2 separate regions of the Sus scrofa genome follow, and region 2 is linked to region 1. A link is a contact called in public targeted proximity ligation data. All regions are on one chromosome and are shown on one strand. The core of a region is the stretch at or near the end of the contact, and the rest is flanking DNA. Distances in the headings are between cores, read along the strand shown.

Evidence for each region.
Region 2: a targeted proximity ligation map of alveolar macrophages shows a contact between it and region 1. A contact is called at or near these places in 1 of 47 Hi-C or Micro-C datasets (epiblast stem cells) and 1 of 2 datasets of targeted methods (alveolar macrophages).

The regions. Positions count from the first base shown.
Region 1 is chr4:79,888,867-79,891,566 of Sscrofa11.1, forward strand. The region is part of intron 16 of SPIDR (DNA repair-scaffolding protein); the gene reads right to left. Among named protein-coding and RNA genes, the nearest start is that of CEBPD, 17 kb to the left of the region's middle.
Region 2 is chr4:80,096,491-80,099,190 of Sscrofa11.1, forward strand. SPIDR (DNA repair-scaffolding protein) reads right to left here. Exons shown (of 20, transcript XM_021090636.1): 6 at 2,453-2,700. Among named protein-coding and RNA genes, the nearest start is that of SPIDR, 93 kb to the right of the region's middle.

The sequences.
Region 1 (2,700 bases), core at 130-2,629:
CACCAGGGAAGAGCGGTGAGAAACACTACACACTGGTCAGTGGCTGACAAACTAAAACACTGGTGAGGATGTGGAGGGCAGTGAGGTGGCCTGCTACAAAGCTCTGCTCTAGGGGCATGAGATGAACTTTGCTGGCTCAGCTCTCCGTCCACTGCCCATGTGTCACTCATGGCAGTGCTGGAAGACCCTCCATGAACACCACCCTCTCCAGGGAGGCTGGAGTGGACAGTGGATTCTTGTGCCTTGGTTTTTACCTCCTGAAACTGCCCTCTGTCATCCTGTGTGGACCTGGAGCATCTAATCTCAGTCTCCTCTTCTGTCTCTCTGGAGGGTCACTTTCTGTGGACGCCTCCCCATCAAGCATGGAGGTATCACAGTTTCTTTCTCATTCTACTGATGCTGTATTTATAATCATGGTCCACATGAAAACTATCTAAAACATCAGAAATACACCCAAAGAATAGAAAACAGATGTCTACTCAGAGGCCTTACATGAACATTCATAGCAGCATGATTCATAATATCAAAAAAATGTATGTCTGTATCCGGACAAAACTTTCATTGAAAAAGACACTTGCACCTGTATCTTCATTGCAGCACTTCAGCACTATTCATTGCAGCACTATTCACAAGAGCCAAGACATGGAAACAACCTAAATGTCCATCAACAGACGAATGGATTAAGAAGATGTGGTGTATATACACAATGGAATTCCACTCAGCCATAAAAAAGAACAAAATAATGCCATTTGCAGCAACATGGATGCAACTAGAGACTCTCATACTAAGTGAAATAAGTCAGAAAAAGAAAGACAAATACCATATGATATCACTCATATCTGGAATCTAATATATGGCACAAATGAACCTTTCCACAGAAAAGAAATGCATGGACTTAGAGAACAGACTTGTGGCTGACAATGGGGAGGGGGAGGAAGTGGGAGAGACGGGGAATTTGGGGTTAATAGATGCAAACTATTGCAATTGGAGTGGATAAGCAATGAAATCCTGCTTATAGCACAGGGAGCTATATCTAGTCACTTTGATGGAACATGATGGAGGGTAATGTGAGAAAAAGTATATATATGTATATGTATACACACACACATATGTATGACTGGGTCAATTTGCTGTATGGCAGAAATTGACAGAACACTGTAAGTCAATTATAATGGAAAAAATAAAAATCATAAAAAAATGTATGTCAACTGATAAATGGATAAACAAAACAGGGTCTAGCCATACGGTGAAACATTCAGCCACAGAAAGAAATGACGCCTAAAAAAAGTCTTGAAAATGTTCTGCTAAGTGAAAGCAGCCAGAAACCAAGGAACATGGAATGTATGACTCATTTACATGAGTGTCCATGAAGACAGAGGGCAGAGGGGTGGGTGCCAGAGCCTGGGAGGGAGCTGGGTGCGACTGCTGACAGACACAGCATTTCTCTCTGAAGCTAGTTAGTGGGATGGTTGCACAACTGTGTGAATACACTAGAAACAGTAGAGTTGTGCACTTTAAAAGGGTAGATTTCACCTCAATTACACTGTGATCAAAAACTAGATGCCACTTTTTTTCAAAGCCACTGAAATGACAAAAGACAAAATGTAAAACAGGAAGTGGTGGCACACTATTGTAAATGGACTAATTACCACTGAATTTCTCCCTTTAAAATGGTTAATTTTATGTGTTTTAAGTCTCATTATAAATTATTTTTAAAATTAGGAGGTTCTGGAGTTCCTATCATGGCTCAGTGGTTAGCGAACCCGACTAACATCTCTGAGGATGCGGGTTCAATCCCTAGCCTTGCTCAGTGGGTTAAGGATCTGGCACTGCCCTGAGCTGTGGTGTAGGTTGCAGACGTGGCTGTGGTGTAGGCTAGCAGCTATAGCTCTGATTGGACCCCTAGCCTGGGAACCTCCGTATGCCACGGGTACAGCCCTAAAAGACAAAAAGATGGAAAAAAAATAAGAGGTTCCTTAGAAAGATTGGGTCTCTCCTCTCCCCTTCCCACGAGTGTCTGCACATCTCCTCGGCCTGTGTCCCTTACTTCCTGGCTGCAGTTAAGAGTGGGTCAGGGTCCAAACCCTCCTCGGTGCTCTGGGTGGTGGTGATGTCTGCTCCCCTAAGGCCTGAGTGGTGACTTCTGAATGGGGGATGCTTCCTCACCCTTCTCTGCTCTGAGCCCTGGAGTGATCCCCACTCTGAGGGAGGGGAGGGGATAGGAGCTTCTCCACAGGTGGCTGGAGGCCACAGGCTATGACAGATGACCCAGGGTCTGCACATGCTCTGTCCTCACTGCCTGTCTGCTAGGGGCTGCTCAGCCTCGCAGACTCTCAGCCACCCTCACCCGCACTCCTCCAAATGGCAGTGCAATGGTCTCCCTGCCGACAGCCAGCCCCAGCTTTGCACCAAGCCTCTCCATGGTGCTGAAAGCACTGCTTCTTGAGGACAGAAATCCGATCACTCCACCTCCTTAGCATGGTTGGGACAGCAGAGCAAGACAGAACCAGCCGCACCATGAAGGCCTTCTCGCTGCCCTCCCTCCTGTCTGGAAAGCCTTTACCAACTCTGCCTGAGCAATCCTGAACATCCCAGGGCCATGACCCCTGCGTCACCAGCTCCAGCCCCCAGCCCTCAGTCACCAGCCTATGGCAGTGGAAGCACTGAGTGTTGGCCTCTTCCCCCAGCTCCATAGCCTCA
Region 2 (2,700 bases), core at 46-2,545, 210 kb after region 1:
AACTAATTGGGAGTTCTCGTCGTGGCACAGTGGTTGATGAATCCGAATAGGAAACATGAGGTTACGGGTTTGATCCCTGCCCTTGCTCAGTGGGCTAAGGATCTGGCATTGCTGTGAGCTGTGGTGGAGGTCGCAGGCGCGGCTCAGATCCCGCGTTGCTGTGGCTCTGGCGTGGGCTGGTGGCTACAGCGCCGATTCGACCCCTAGCCTGGGAACCTCCATATGCTGCGGGAGCGGCCCAAGAAATGGCAAAAAACAAACAAACAAAAAAATAAAATAAAAAATAAATAAAAACTAATTGTGGGAGTTCCCATTAAGGCTCAGCAGTAATGAACCCAACTAGTATCCATGAGGATGCAGGTTCAAACCCTGGCCCCACTCAGTGGCCTAAGAATCCAGTGTTGTCATGAGCTGTGGTGTAGGCCAGCCACTGCAGCTCTGATTCGAACCCCTAGCCTGGGCACTTTCATACACCTCAGGTGCAGCCCTTTAAAAAAAGGGGGGGGGAGATGATGTGCACAATATGACCGACTGACAAAACTGACCACATAAAATATAAACTTTTATACATTGATCCAAATATATGTACACATATAAAATAATTTAATGCCAAAGAGCAAAGCTGGGAAACTCCAATTTTTATTTGAAAGTATGGAATGAAAATAATGAGAAAAATTCAAAGCCCAGTAAACTGTGAAAAGAACCTGAAGAGTCAATTTATAACAGAGAAAGTAAAAGATTAATAACCTTACTCTCTTCAAAAAGCCTCCTCATTTTCCCACCAAGGAAAACCAAACAAACCATAAATCCCCTTTCCTCTCATCTCAGGAAATGTCAGCTCTGTTCTTCCCAGCTGCTCATTAAGCCCATTCCCTGATCCCATTTTAAACCAGCCATCTATCCCTCTTTTTTCTGCTTTTTCTCGATAAAGTTTATTTCCTTTTGACATGACAACTACTTTACTTCTTGGCTCCTCACACACACACAGGCCTTCCCCTCAAAACAAGCAGGGCCTTCACTGAAGCCTCTGTTCACTGTCCTGTCTCCAGGACATGAAACAGTACTTGCCAGGCAGTATGTCCTCAATAGGATTGGGAACAGGATTTTGTGTAATTGTGCAGGATTGTTGCGACTTAAACAATGATATTCAAATCCCTCTAATTAGCTTCCTTTCCCTTTTTCTCCAGAGATTTTTACAAACCACTACCATTCTCATTTGAGGCTATAACTTCCTCACTCTGGGCATAAGGCCTTCTGTCTTACTTTATGTAAACAAAAAATGGGCATCAACTGACTCAGGACACTACATTCATCCCACGAGTCTCGGTTACATCCTCATATTCTTCCCTCCACTCCTTTATTTAAGGCAGGCCTCCCTCCCCCATTTCTTTTCCTGGACATTAATGGCAATTACCCCTAACTCCCCTGTCTCCATGGGTCTTCCCTATTATTCTATAAATCCACCTCACCTTTTCTCTAGGATCGCTTTAGACACTGGAACTCATTCATGCCCAAACAAGCTTAGTTCTCCACTCCTTTTCTACCTTGAATCCCAGATTCTAGACACTTCTTGTCTCTACTCCTTGAGCCCCTCGCCTCCTCCCACAGCAGTTCACCGACACTGCCTGACACTGTCATTGGGCTCTGCTTGGTGTGTATCATACCTGCCCTATCTTCATGTAGACATACCCTAAACAGATCCCACACCATGTTCTTCATTGCCATGTTTATACTTTCTACTGTACTCCTTTTCCTTGAAACTCTCTACTGAGCCTGCTTTGGTGGCACTGTTTCCCACAAGTTCTCCTTCTCACTTTCATTAGGGTTCTGTCTTCACTGTTTTGTTCTAATTTAAAACACAAAAGAGATGATGTACAATGCAGGGCTGAGACATGCCCCCTCACATGGCACATCCCAGACCCCTTCACACACCCTTCTGGGCCCCCCATGGCCCCTATTTGTTCTTCACAAGCACACCAGCCACTTTCTTGCCTGTGAATCCTTGCTCTCATAAGTCTCTACATCTGTAAGTGTTTCCCTGGCCAACCACAATCACAAAAGTAACCTCTAGAGTCTATATTTCTACTTCCCCCTTTAGATATAAGTTACTCGAAAACAGGAACACACATTTTCTCATCTTACTTGTCTAAGACAACACTGGAACACTGGTGCTCAATAAAATTTGATAAACATAAATAACCAATTTCCATTAAGGAAAACAGTCTATATAAGCTGGTTATGACTGAAACAGTGACTGCTCAACTCAGATGAACAATTCCATATATTGCTTCCAGAAATCAGGACTCCGTAAATGATTCCTGGAATTACAATTCTATTCCATTAATCTTCCTTCCCAAGCAAGTAAGTATTCTTAAATTAACATTTTAGGTATTCGGGTTTTTTAAGAAAGAGGAAAATTTTTAAAAAAGTATTTAAAAAGGTGTAATTTAACCTTAAAAGCTTCTTTCTCGCTGAATTTTCTAGAGTCTTGGGAAGCTTTGTGTGTTTCTGGGGTGTGGATAAAACAGGTTCTGTAGATTTTAGCTTCGGGTTTATCAATCTCTCCATAACCCGTCTTCCATCTGATCCAAAATCCATGTGGTATTTGTGAGAGGATTCTGAATCAATGAACAAGGCATTCTCCGAGTCATTTTCTTTTTCACTATCTGATGAATACTCCAAAATTTCTGTAGGACTTGT